2 separate regions of the Rattus norvegicus genome follow, and region 1 is linked to region 2. Evidence: chromatin contacts called from public Hi-C data. All regions are on one chromosome and are shown on one strand. The core of a region is the stretch at or near the end of the contact, and the rest is flanking DNA. Distances in the headings are between cores, read along the strand shown.

The links. A called contact is a pair of places that touch in the nucleus more often than the background predicts.
Region 1: a contact with region 2 is called in a Hi-C map of hepatocytes, with 2.8 times the contacts expected there. The contact joins the promoter of Rhbdd2 here to the promoter of Mdh2 in region 2. A contact is called at or near these places in 4 of 12 Hi-C or Micro-C datasets (Schwann cells, hepatocytes, liver and 1 more) and 1 of 1 datasets of contacts at active chromatin or transcription factors (oligodendrocytes).

What each region holds. Positions count from the first base shown.
Region 1 is chr12:26,685,605-26,692,594 of GRCr8, forward strand. It overlaps Rhbdd2 (rhomboid domain containing 2), which reads right to left and starts at 5,291. Exons shown (of 4, transcript NM_001191827.1): 1 at 5,080-5,291; 2 at 1,342-1,749. The coding sequence starts at 5,257.
Region 2 is chr12:26,538,530-26,545,957 of GRCr8, forward strand. It overlaps Mdh2 (malate dehydrogenase 2), which reads right to left and starts at 5,312. Exons shown (of 9, transcript NM_031151.3): 1 at 5,145-5,312. The coding sequence starts at 5,210. Styxl1 (serine/threonine/tyrosine interacting-like 1) reads left to right here and starts at 5,666. Exons shown (of 9, transcript NM_001037788.2): 1 at 5,666-5,694.

The DNA of each region.
Region 1 (6,990 bases), core at 4,041-6,540, 150 kb after region 2:
ATCCCAGCTACTCCTCTGCCTCAGGCAGCTCCAGGCCCAACTAGGCTACCTTACACCTTACCTCAGAACTACAAGAGGCAAGCCGGGTGTGGTACATATACCTGCCACTTTAATCCAGGACGCAGGAGGAGGTGGGCAGATTGATATGAGCTTCAGGACATTGTGGACTACAGAGTGAGTTTCAGGTCATCCAAGGTTACATAGCAAGACCCCCATCTCAAGAAGAAGTTACCTTTTGAGGATAGGGGATCTAAAGATGGCTCCACACTTAAAAGTGCAAATTGCCAATCTAGACAATCCAAGTTCAGTCCCCATCACCCACACGGCAGCTCACCACCACCTGTAACTCCAAATCCAGGGAAACCTGTCACCCTTTCCTGTCCTCCTCAACTATCAGCATGCAGGTGCACATAACCATAGACTTACTCATCAATAAAAACAAGTCTTAAAAAAAAGGAAAGCACACACCAAAAAGTTGTAATTGGGGTGTGGCAGCAGGTGTGGCGGTGAGCCAGCAATCCTGCACTCAGGAGACTGAGGTGGGTCTTGAGCTTGAGGCCTTCTAGCAAGGCCCAGTTACAGACTTTCCCTCTGAGCTAAAGAAAAGCAAGGGCTGAGATGTAGCTCAGTGGTAGAGTGCCTGTGAATCACACACCCTGCCCGAGCTTCATGCTCTTCACCCTGCAAAGACAGAAGAGAATATCAACAAGCCCAGTCTGTTTCTTAACTCTTCCACTAACATTAAGACAACGGGCATCTCAGATCCGTCCAACACTGTGTGTGTGGAGGCCAGCGGCCCACCTTGGTGTTCATCCTCAGAAGTATTAAGGTCTCTCACTTCATTTGAAACCCATCTAGGCTAGGCTGGTGGGCCCGTGAGCACTAGGGACACCTGTCTCTACCTCCACAGTGCAGGGATTATGGTTTAAGGTCCAGGGCTATGGCTGTGTCCTCAAGTTCTCACAAGTGCCTTACTGAGGAAGCCATTCTCCTAGCCCTCTTCCAGTGAGACCTTACACTATGGCTAGTTGAATAGATTACACCTCAGTTTACAAGAAAAAAAAAAAACAAAACAAAACAAAAAACAGTCACACTGGTGCAATTAAGCCTAAACTGCTAACTAGCTGAGCTGAGGTGGCCTGGGCAGGCAGCCATATTTGTATCTTCCAGATGAGTTCTGGTCCAGAGAGCTGCCCAAGGCTCTCAGGTTTTCCAAGCTGGAGCCCAAGCCCAGGCTGCCTGTGTAGGAGCCTAAGGTTGTGTACCTGACACCCCACAGCGTCCATGTGGGTTTGCCCTTTGGTGCAGCTTCCCTCTGCAGCTCCCTCCCAGGAAGGATACATGATAGGCCTATCAAAAGGCCAGAGACGTTACTGAGGAAGGAGGTCTGAGGGATAAGCCAGGAGGCACACAGCAGCAGCCACGGTACAAGGACAGAAGGCACCACCACACCGAACACCAGGGCCCGCCTCATCCGAGAGCGGACTGAGGTGACTCCCAGCATGGCGAAAGCTACTGGGGTGAAGCCTCTGGCATCCTCCACCTCCCCTAGCTTAGACAGCGACGACACAGACTCGAATGACAGGTAGATGATGGCGGAGAAGACGGTAAAGATCAAGGTGAAGAAGCAGTGGCGAACGGTGCCCACGCTCCTCTCGAAGTTGCCAGCAAAGCGCCAGATGATGATGGCACCACAGAGCAGGGAGATAGGGTTCTCATAGACGAAGATGTAGGTCACCAGCCTGTAAACTAAAGATGGCTCCGGTTAGTGGTCCAAGGCAGTGCTGCTCCCACCAGGGGAAGCCAGGCCCCAAGCCAGCAGGGGAAGGCAGCATTGATGCTGGGCTGTAGCTCAGTGGGTCAGGAGCTTGGTAGGATGCACAAAACCCTGGCTTCCATTACTAGCACTGCAGACAACTCGCACAGGAAGTGGTGGTGCACACTTATGCCAGTGCTTAGGAGCTAGACAGACAGGTCACAAGTTCAAGGTCATTCTCAGCTATACTGTGGATTTGGACTACCTGGAATCCTGTCTCAACAATAAAAAAAAAAAAAAACCACAACAGGAAAGTGTCCATGATTCAAGGCATAAGTATATAATATAGTTTCTGTTCCTTCCTGGCCCTGAAGCCCTGGCTATCAAAACCAGTTCCCATGACTCAAAGCATGAACATATGATGTCTCCATTCTTTCCCAGCCCTGGAGCAGAGGTTATGGAGACCAACTTCTATGTGTGAAAAAGGTAACTTGAAAACTGGAGTTATTTCTGAACACGTCCAGTGCTGTATAACAACACTCTTTCAGGTTTTCTTTTAAAGATGTGTTTTGATTGTTGTGTTTTGTTGTTGTGTGTCTATGTATACTACTTGTATGCAGGTACCTGTGGAGGCCAGAAGAGGGTGTGGGATCTCCTGGAGCTGGAGTTACGGGCAATGTGACCATGTGGAGTGCTGAGAACCAAACTTGGGTCCTCTGCAAGAGCAGCCAGCTCTGTTAACCGCTGAGCCATCTCTCCAGCCCTCCTCCTTTTAGATTTTAATAGTGACCTACCTCACTAGGCAGTGTGAGGGCTAATTAATTGTGACAGCTTCAGGGTCTACTGAGTGGGTCTCACTTAACACTCTGAGGGCCAGTCAACTCAGCTGGGATTCTGGCTTCTCCATCCATAGAGGCCGTTCAGGAGGAGGAAAAAGGAAGGAGGAATTTTAACGACCATAAAATTATCATTACTAATAGACATAGATTAAGTAAGTCTTCTTAGAGAGTGTTTTTCCAGCTTTACAGGTGCAGCCAAGATTTATAGGCCATAAAATAGCTAGGAAAGCCCTTCTCTCTCTGTAGTGAGACAAGGTCTCACTCCGCAGCCCTGTCCGGGGTTTGCATTGCTGTACAGACCAGGTTGGTTCCGGCTTCCTGAGGGCTGGGATCATTTGGCCTTCCTTTGGGATGCAAGGTTTAAATGTGGAGCCCAGACCAGCTGCGAACTCACGATCTTTCTGCCTCAGCCTTTTGAGTGCTGAGACTACAAGTGTCTGCCATATTTGGTTTCCACACTCCCTTCAAATACAAGTTATTGCTAACGTACATAGCTTTTAAAAATTATGTTTATTTATTTGTGGGTATATGAGAGTACATGATCAGAGGAAAACCTTCGGAAGTTCTACCACGAAAGTTCCAGAGATCAAACCCCAGTTCTCACACTTGGCAGCCAGGTTCTCGCTGAGCCACCTTCCAGGGCTCTAATTTCCTTTTTTGTTTGTTTTTTGAGACAGGGTCTTATTCTATAGCCCTGCTTGGCCTGGAACTCCCTATGGAGACCAGGCTGGCCTTAAACTCATAGAGATCTGCCTGCCCAGTGCTGTGATTAAAGGTAAATATCACCACACCTGACCCTCTCGTGTACTTATTTATTTCTGAGGGCTGGAACCCTAACATGCCAGAGGGAGATGGATGAAGTGATGGTGTCATCCTTAGGGCCGTAAGACTTAGAGTGGTGTGTGTGTGTGTGTGTGTGTGTGTGTGTGTGTGTGAATGCGCGCCCGCGCGCGCGCACGCATGTGTGTGCGTGTTGGCGTTATCATAACCAGGCTGCCTGAGTTAAGTCCAAGGTCCATGGCCTCACAGCTTTATTTCCTAATTATAAAATAACGTGGTCAAACTTGAGGCCTTCAAAGGTCCCTTATGTAACCGTATCTCTACCTGTTCATGGACACCATGCTCAGACAAATAAGGTTAAGTAAGCACGGTGATGCATGTCTGTGTTCTAGTAGTCAGAAGGGTGAGGCAGGAGGATCACAGGCTTGGAGCCACCCTGGACTGCATAATGAGTTCTGGGGTAAATAAATGGCAAGTCCCTTGTTTCAAAGTGAAACACACACACACACAAAACCAGACAGAGGTTGTGTGCCTATCTACACTGGCATTTAGCTCACCATAAGAACTGCTTCATGCATTACAACAGGAGAGAAGTTCCAGCTTTAAGCAGGAAACCATAAAAACCCTTGTGAGATTAGCTCCAGAAGTTTATTTGCTGGATACATCCCAAATTGAAATTTCATGGTAACTAGGAAAAGATTCTACATGCAACTCTGTAAGATTTAGGGAGCTGATGGGATGGCTCAACAGGTAGAAGTGCTTGCTACCAATCCCAAAGACCTGAGTTTGATTCCCAGGCCCCATATGGGGAAGAAGAGAAAGACTACTGCCAGGCTGTCCTCTGACCTCCACATGTGTACACACAGGCATATAAATAAATGCATACGTATCCATCTGTCTAAAGGTATGGAGATTATACTCAAAGCCTTAGTTCTAAATCACCATACTAGAAACAAAATGCGGGGTTCCTATCTCAATATTATGATGTATTTAGCTTTGCGATTCTCTGTATTCAACCACAGCTTCTGGTAAACAGGCCATTTAATATGGCCTGTCATGAAATCGCAGTGAGGATTACCTGAAATGAATGCGCAGGCCTCTGTTAACGTTAGAAAAGCAACAGGGATTTCCCAGGAAAGAATTAGGAAGAAACAAAGACTAGGAATCCTGTCTTTTACAAAAGGATGATTACAGACTTCATTGGTCTGAGAAATTTCTCTCCCCTGAGAAAACAAACACTTTACCAGGGGCTTCTTCTGTGGGCTGGAATTTAGAGTCAGGATTAAGTTAAAGACGCAGCAGAGAATTCGGGAGTCAAGAGGAAAAGCCATTCATTGGGGTGACAAGAGACGAGGTTCAATTGTCACGATGAAGGTGAGAGAGGTTTGATTTGTTCCTGTGCGGCTCGGGCCTTCAGCAGATGGGGTTTGTGTTTATAAAACGTGTTTATAAAGCTTAGGAAGTGTATTCACCCTCGAGACTAAAGAATGAATGGACCTGGGGTAACACGGAAGGGGGCGATTCTGGGTAGGGAAAGAGTTGGCGGAAATGATACGCGCTTTGGACAAGACATGCGGGAGCTCCAAGTGGGGAGAATGATGGTGGGCACGGATGGTGGGGTTGGCTGGCAGTGAGGCTGGAGAGCTGAGACCCGGGAGTCTGCGGGCTGAGGAAGCGCGCCATCCCCGCCCCGCCTCTGCTCACCTTGCCAGTTGCGCAGGGCCTCGGAGCGCAGAGACAGCCCCGAGGGCGCCAGAGGCGGCTGCAACAGGAACAGGCGTGGGCCCGACACCAGCAGCGAGAGCAGGGCGGTGAAGAATGTGGCGGAGGGCACCTCGGGACACGAGCACCAGAAGCGACTCGCGGGCCCCGAGGCCGCCATGGCCGCGAGACCTTCCCGCGTGCCGCCTCGGCACTCCCCACCTTCCTCGGCAATTTCCGCCTCCTTGCGGCGGTCTCCCATGGCAACAACGGAAGACTGGCCTCTCCTCAAACCCCGCCCTCTTGGGGGAATGCCCAATCCTGTGGAGTCATCCACCCTTACTCGCCTAAAGGAGGCCGGGAGTTGTAGTTCCAGCTCACCCACGGGGGCTGCGCAGGCTGCCTCCTCAGGAGTATTCTTGCCCAGACTTCAGCTTCTTTCTTCATCTTTAATTAAAACAAACAAACAAACAAACAAAACACCCCCATAACCATTTAATTACATCTATTTATTTGTTTGCGTGTGGAGAGAGGCATGCAACGCGTGTGGAGGGTGGATGACAACTTAAGGGAGTTTGTTCTCTTCTTCCACCAGTGGGTCCAGGGTATTGGATTTGGGTAATCAGGCTTGGCAGCAAGTGCCTTTGCCCACTGAGCCATTTCTCTAGCCCTTTTTAACTTTTTCGCTTTTATTTTTTAGATTTTATTGGCTTTTGCCTCAGTAAGAGAGTGTTGTAGGTGTGCACAAAAGCACCTTTACTCTCAGCCTTCTCGAAGGCTCCCTTTAAAGTTTTTTTCAGTATACATTTGTAATAATAATTCATTTGTAATAATAACAATGGCTTCATTATGACATTTTCTTACATGTGTATGATGTATTTTGATCATATTTGATCACAGCTCCATTACTCTCTCTTGCCTTCCTACCTTAATTTCTCTTCTGCTTCCATGTTTCTTTTTTTTTTTTCGGAGCTGGGGATCGAACCCAGGGCCTTGCGCTTCCTGGCAAGCGCTCTACCACTGAGCTAAATCCCCAACCCCCCATGTTTCTTACTTTTTTTTTTTTTCTTTTCTTTTTTTCAGAGCTGGGGACCGAACCCAGGGCCTTGCGCTCGATAGGCAAGCACTCTACCGCTGAGCTAAATCCCCAACCCCCTTCTAACTTCTTTTTAAAAAAAGATTTACTTATTTATTTATTTAACGTATGTGAGTACACTGTAGCTGTCTGTAGTCACACCGGAAGAGGGCATCAGATCCCATTACAGATGGTTGTGAGCTACCATGTAGTTGCTGGGAATTGAACTCAGGACCTCTGGAAGAGCAGGCAGATGGCTCCTAACCACTGAGCCATCTAGCCCCTCTTATTTCTTTTTAATTTTTGCGACCCAATGAGTTTCATTAAAGTCACTTGGTGGAGCACGGGTGACTACTTGGTGGAGTACCAGTAGCTACACCACTGAAGGAAATGTCTTTCCTGCCAACAACCATTAATTACTAGTAGATCCCCCAGAGAGGGAGTGGGACCTTGAAAGTCTTCCTCTTGCTAAAACATTGACTCTGAACTCTGGTTCTCCACCTCCTGCAGGAATTTTTGATGCGCACCGCCTCCCTCAGGGGCTCGAACCCATGGACTCCAGCATGCTACCAACTGAATTACATTTTCTTTTTTCTTTTCTTTTCTTTTTTTCAGAGCTGGGGACCGAACCCAGGGCCTTGCGCTTGCTAGGCAAGCGCTCTACCACTGAGCTAAATCCCCAACCCCTGAATACATTTTCAGTCGATTCCTTCCCACTGTAATGATATGACGTCTTGCGGACCATGGAACCCAATTCTCAAACACACTTGTCTCTGCTATGCCAAAGAGGAGACTGCGTCTAGGAGGATCCCTAAATGGTAAAAGAAAGGATTAGAACT
Region 2 (7,428 bases), core at 4,062-6,561:
GCATCACTGACTGACACACGTCCTCCTGTCTGCTCTTCCATTCCCCTCTCCTGCACTTCTGAGGTACTGGGAATTGAGTCAAGAGCTCTGCTACTGAACTCACCCTACGCCCCTCTGCACTGTACTCTAAACCATCTCAAGATTACTCGTGGGCTGGCAAGATGACCTGGCAAGTAGAGGTGCTTGTTGGAAAGGTGAGGTCCTGACTTTGATCCTCAGGGCCCACACACGGAGCAGGAGAACCAACTCGAGAAAAGTTTTCTGACCTTCACGCACATCCACATGCAATAAAATTTAAAAATAAAAGATTACTTATAACACTTAACACAGTGTAAATATATAGAGGGCTGTGAAGACAGTATTTTTTTTTAAAGATTTATTCATTTTATGAATGTAAGTACACTGTCACTGTCTTCAGACACACCAGAAGAGAAGAGGACATCAAATCTCATTACAGATGGTTGTGAGCCACCAGGTGGTTGCTGGGAATTGAACTCAGGACCTCTGCAAGAGCAGCCAGTACCCTTAACCACTGAGCCATCTCTCCAGCCCAAGACAGTATTGTTTAGGGAATGAGGACAAGAAAAGTTTGTACATGTTCAGTATGCAAGTAATGTATTTTTGAAAAACGTTTATATTCCTACTTATACCTGTACGTTACATATGTATCTGCATGAATGCATGCCATGTATGTGCATGTCCATACCACAAGAGGTATCAGATCCTCTGGAACTAGAGATACAGACAGTTGTGAGTCATCCAGTGTGGGTGCTGGGAACTGAACTTAGGTCCTCTGTAAGGGCAGCAATTGCTCTTAACCTCTGAGCCATCTCTCCAGTTGCTAGTTTTTCCTTTTTTGAACGTTTCCAAGGCTGGCTGGACCTGTGGGTGGAGGCCACATGGATACACAGCAGGAAGTGCAATTGGACAGTAATTAATGCTGTAATAAGTAATAATGGGCTTCAGTTATCAAAAACCAAAGCCCAAGGTTGGGGTGTGGCTCAGTGATAGAGTGCTTGCCAAGCACGCAGCAAAGGACATGGGCACCATACACACCTAATCCCAACAGGAGGCAAAGGCAGGAGAGTCCTGAGTTAGAGCACAGCCTGGACTGGACAGGGAGGCCCTGTCTCCAAACAACCCTAACATGGAATCAATGCATGAAGAACCTGGCCACTCTACCCTGCCTGCCCAACCAGCTCCTGTCTCCCACCCTCCGCTCAGGCATCTCCAAGTTGCCCTCTCTAGGCACACCTCCATCATTTCACTTCACCAGAAATCTCTGGGAGCCCCTGGTGCCTTACCACTGACAGAGCAGACAGTGGTGGTCCCATCAAGGAGAGTACAAGGTGATCCCAAGTAGGGAATGGAAGAAAACCATCTGCATGGCTTCTGTTTGTTCTGTTGCTTTGAGGCAGGGCCTGCTATGTAGCCCAGGCTGACCTGGAACTCAGAGGAACTGGCCTGGGCTCATAGGTCTGCACCATGACATCCAGCTTAAAAAGAAATCTGTTGCTTTTATCTAACAAGTAAGTCTTAACAACTAAAAACCTGAAATGCTACCAAGAAACAAAAAGCGTTAGTGCCCACTCTAGGGTCCTTAGGTGGACCTCTTCCATACAATATTGCTGGATGAGGAAGAGGCTTTTCTCACTTGGTTCTATGTAGTGTACTGAGGTAGTCTTGTTTGTACAGGCATTAGCAACTGTACACACCAAAACCTGGTCCTGAGATCTTAAACATTTTTTAAAAATTATGTTTGATTTTCTATATAGTCAGTGGATAACTTGCAGGAGCTGGCTCTATTCTTCACTATCAGGCTATGTGAGTAGTGAAAAGGTTATACTTTAGGTTGACAAGATTGGGGGCACATGCCTTTATCCTGAGTCATCAACCCAGTGGGATTTCTCCAAGGCACTATCACGGTGCTTCCTTCCAACCCCATTGACCTTTGCTGAGAGCCCAGTCACTATTAACAGCCCATGGCCTATCAACTATATTGAGGATGGATAGAACCGAAATTTCGTCCACAACTTCTGCTTTTTAGAATGTAAGTCTGTGTTCCAGATTTGTGTTTCTGCTACTCAAACGCACAGACAGAAAACACATAGGGGTGGGGGAGGGACACATTGAAGCCCTCGACTGCACTTCACCATTGAGATCGCCGGAGCCCAAACACGCTTAGTGCTGCAGGATGCCAGGTGCCTCTGGATTTACTCCACTGTTTTATCAAGAGCTACTTGGATGTCCAACTGATATTTTCTTTTTGTTTTCTCAATCTACTGCAAGCTGAGCCACTGAATTTTGTTTAATACTCCACACTTGCTCTCTCTGCAAAGTCTTCACTGTACCACCAACCACATCCAGAGCCCTTCACTGGGGGAGTCTTAACCATGCCCTCAGCCCTTCGCTGGGTGACTCCAGACAGGCACACTACCACTGAGTGCTAGTCTACAAGCCCTTCCAGAACTCTTACCATCTCAGGAAATTCCATCATATAGGCCCAAACCCTGGCACTGTCCACGACTCCACTCTTCCTTATCTGATCAACAAATTTGGTGAGCTCCACCGATTCCCACCACACCCATAGTGCCACCCACATCACAGAGACTCTTTACCCGCCTCCCCCTACCTACCAATTACCCATTCTGTTCAAAATGGTACCTCACTTTTGAGACAATGTCCACGTTTTACAAGGCTTGCTGGGTCCTCTCCATTCCTCCCTTGACAGTCTTGATTATTCCACACCTCCCTGCCCCACATGCGGAACTCACTGTCCTCCTGCCTCCAATTCCTTCTACATGTAATCTATGCTTTCTGCTGGTCTTCACTGAAATGTCACATTCTGATTCTGGGCCTGTGCCTGTGGGATAGCTAGGCAAGTAAAATGACTTGCTTCCAAAGCCATGAGTTCAATCTCTAATCTTCCCCATATGGTGAAAAGAGAAAAGACTCCAGCAACTTGCCCTGTGCACACTCCTGTGCTGTGACACGCACACTCAAGGACTCTTGCAAGATGTCCTGTCCTACACCCGTGATATATGCTATATCCACACACACACACAATTAAAATTTTAAATCAAAATATAGCATTCTGTGCTTTGCCTACTATCGAAATTCAAATGGAAGTTGGCATACGATGCACCCTTTAATCTCAGCATGCAAAAAGTACAGAGTCAGGTGGATCTCTAGTCTGAGGCCAGCTAGGTCTACATAGAGACCTCCAGGTCCAGGTCCAGGCTAGCCCAAGGTGCATAGTGACATTCTTTCTAAAATGAAAACAAGCAAACGAACCCAAAGAGGCTGAACTTGGGGATACAGCCCAGCAGCAGCACAGCGTTCACTTAGCATGCATACGGCCCAGAGTTCGATCCTCAGCTCCACAAACACACACCGACACCGAGCCACACCATTCACGCTCTGCGGAGCTAACCCTACTCTGCCGCTCTGCGTCTATCTCCATGTCCACCTACCACAGTTACCTCATTTGTGGACCACCCCAGGCCACTTCTTATTCATCCTTGTCATCTCTGAGCACCCAGGGCCTTGGACATACCTAGCAAGTGTTTACCACTGAACTATGTCCCCAGCACTGTTTTCCTGTCAGACAGAGTCCTCCTAAACTACCCAGGCGGGTCTCAAACTTCATCTTCCTGCCTGGAACTCTTGAGTGGCTGGGATTACAAGCATCACAGACCCAGTGTGCAATATGCTTAGGTTGGCTTTCTGTTCTATTATCTGGTGTGTGTGTTTAGATGCAGTGCCCATGGCAGCCAGAAGTGGCTTCAGATCCTCTGGAGCTGGAGTAACAGGTGGTTAGGAGCCAACTGCCTTGGGTCCTGGAAACCAAAATCCGTTCTCTGCAAAATCAGCAAACACTTTTAACTGCTGAGTACATCTCCAGACCCTGTTATCTTTATTTTTCAATGAATTGATTGGATGGGGAACAGGAAGACATGACATAATAATAAATGTAGAGTTTCCTCGAATTATTTGGAGTGTGGCCTTGGTTGTATCGACTTTGCTAGAGATATGTAAAAATACAGACCCTGCCCTATTGACAAGATCCTGGGATGCCTTTATTGATTCTGACATGCACTAGTTAAAGAAGCACCGGCCCAGAAGAAGGTGACTATAAATAGCTTAGCTGTAACTGTCCTAGGCCAAGTCTACCCAAAGCAGGGATGATCCTCCAAGAATAATTCATAAGAGAAAGAAGGCTCCAGTAGAGGAGGTGGTTCAGTTGTTAAGTGCATAAGGACTTGAGTTCAAAGCCCAGTTCCCCAGCCTGGCAGACAAAGGCCTTCTCTAAAAGAAGTAAGGTCTAAAACTGTGGTTCTTAAGCTTCCTAATGCTGCAACCTTTTAATACAGTTCCTTACGTTGGGACCCTCAAGCATAAAAATCACTTTCATTGCTACTTTGTAACCTTAATTTTGTTACTGTTATGAATTACAATATAAATATTTGATATGGGGCCCCTGTGAAAGGGTCATCGATGCCAAGGTTGAGAACCGCTGGTCTACAGTGATGGCAAGACACTGATGTCCTTCTCTAGCCTCTGTACAATCATGTGCACATACACCACACACAAATAATAATGCTTGGTGCATGTCTTTAATCCCAGTACTGAGGCAGAGACGGATCTGTGTGAGTTCGAGGCCAGCCTGGTCTACATAAATGAACATAAAGAAAGCAATCCCTTAGCGAAGAAGACTACTGACAGTGCTAATTTCAATCAAGTCTGTCAAACTGCTGTAACCTTGACTCAGTTCTCTACTCTCAGAACCTCGGGCTGCCGGCACTACAAAGTTAATGTTACACGTCATTTCTCCTCCTCATGTATAACTCGCATGGAGGCTGAGGAGAAAATCAGTTATGTCGAAGCAATGCAAAGTTGCATATTAATGCAATCTGCTTCCGGACCGAGGGCCTTGTCTTCTGCATCTACAGGGAGCGAATACTCTGGGGAGAACCTGGACTGACTTTGCCCCTCTTCCAGGTTTTCTACACAGGATGCTGAAGGAATAAGAGCCGGGCGGCCCAGCCGTCCAGCATGAGCCTTGGCGGGTTAAAAACCTCCCGAGCTCCCGGGATGCATGTGCTACCCCCGGAGTTCCTTTCTGAGCAGGCAGCCCCTTGTACCTGGGCTGAAGTGCTGAAGCTGCGGCGGAGAGCGGCACCGACAGGACGGGCGAGAGCGGACAGCATGGCTGGGACGGGCGGGGCACGGACCTACAGGCACAGCAGCTGAGAGGAGACAAGTGACTCCAACGACCTCCACTCTGCGCAGTGCCGGTCCTGTCCAGAGCCACCTGATCTCGCGATAGAAGCTTGGTTCTGCGGCACCAAATCTCGCGAGACAGGCTCGGCTAGCGCGACCAAGACCCGGCCCACTTTTCGAGTTCTCGCGGGAAAAGCCTGACGTCACGCCTCCCTATGGTCCAAAGGAATGCGGGTCTGGGCTCCGCCCACTTCCGAGATCTCGCGAGAGAGTCTCGACTTCGCTTTGTCAGATCGTTCCTTCCCCGCCGTTACGCTTTGCCCACTTCCGGGGTCTGCTGCTAGGACGGTCACAGGCATTTGGCGGAGTCTTGAGGCCGCCCCTAGCAACCTGGTGCTAGGAGGACTTGTGAAGCGCTCGCCAGAGGACAGGCTCTAGGTTAGAAGTACCTTACAGGAACCGTTAACCCAGGTGGGACTCCAGACAGACGTCCTGCCGAAGTCGCGCAGCAGGTCAGGCGGCCCCGGAGCTCCTGACCTCAGCCAGGCCCAGTTTTCCTGCCCGCGGGGATACTGGCTGGGGTCCTGGGGAGCAAAGGAAAGACGAGTCCCGGGGCAGGGTGGGCAGCAACTCCCCACCTCTGTATCCGTCAGAGCCGACCTTTCCACAGTTACACGGAGCCAAGCTTGTTGAGTTTCCAGGCGTTGCACACACCCCTGCTCGTAGTAGCGAGTACTCGCGTTACTTGGCAACAGGCGATGTGCAGGACCACGGTCCTGTGGTGCGAAGAAACGTTTGGAGATCGTGACTCGGGCTTTCGGCTTATCTCTACCCCTCAAACTTTCCAGCAGTGCAGGGAGCACGTTTCTGCAGCTCTTCCTCTTGCTTTTTCTTCTCTTTTTCCCTCCTTTTCCTTCTTACTAGTCGGGGGTATGTGTGAGCGCATAACGCATGGATTTGAAAAAAAAAAATTCCAAAGTTCACAATCAGGGCTGGAGGGATGACTCGGTGGTTAAGAGCCCTTGCCACTCTTTCAGAGTTTAGATCCTAGGACTCTAACATGTGGCTCATAACCCCCTGTAACTCTAGCTTCAAGGATAGCCATTGCCTCTGGCCTCCGCAGGCACTCATGTGTACAAACCTACGGAGACACACAGAAATAAACGGAATTTAAAATGATAAAAGTGCAAAACTAAGGATTCATACACATATACACATGCACACATATACACCTACATACATTCGAATGCATGCTACACACATAGAAAATATTCAGGAGGATTCATGTGAGTTTGAGGCCAACATAAAACTGTTAAAAAACAAAACAAAACAAAATAACAACCACACACACAAAAAAGTGGAAGATTTGGGGTTAGAAAAGGAACTGGAAGAGGGGGCATGGGTTGGGTTTGACCAAAACACTTTACATGAATGTGAAATTCTCCAGCAATAAAATGTAAGTTCAGGGGTTGGGGATTTAGCTCAGTGGTAGAGCGCTTGCCTAGGAAGCGCAAGGCCCTGGGTTCGGTCCCCAGCTCCAGAAAAAAAGAACCAAAAAAAAAAAAAAATGTAAGTTCAGTGTCCCAGCTCTGCTTAAGAAGTCCTATAATCTGAGGTACTTGGAGGCTGAAGCAGGATGGTAGTAAGTTCAATGACTCATTCTGGCTGGGGACAGTGACAGAGAAAGCAAGGCTGGTGGTAACAACACGAGAGATAAAAAACATAGCAACACATGAGAGTTCACAGTGGTTGACTGACTCTGTCTTCCGTGGTCTCTACCTCTTTGCTGGATTGATAAAGTGCACTACCAGCCCAGTCTGGAATTGGATATGCCTCCCCTGGTTCTTTCCTGCCTTTTTTCCTTGGGGAGTGGAATCTAGTGGGCATCTGACTATCATTTGGAGAAGTGATACAGTGCTGTGTGAACCTGGGAAAAATGGGTTTGGAATGGAGATCATGTTAAAGAACCTTCCAGAAGGGGTTGGGGATTTAGCTCAGTGGTAGAGCGCTTGCCTAGCAAGTGCAAGGCCCTGGGTTCCGTCCCCAGCTCCAGAAAAAAAAAAAAAAAAAAAAAAAAAAGACAAAAGAACCTTCCAGAAGATGAGCCATCTAAACTGAGACCTGCCAGATGAATGGGTGGGTCTCAATGGGACCCCTGGAGGAGGGAAGTGTCTCTTGTCTGGAAACTTGCCTATAATTAGTGAG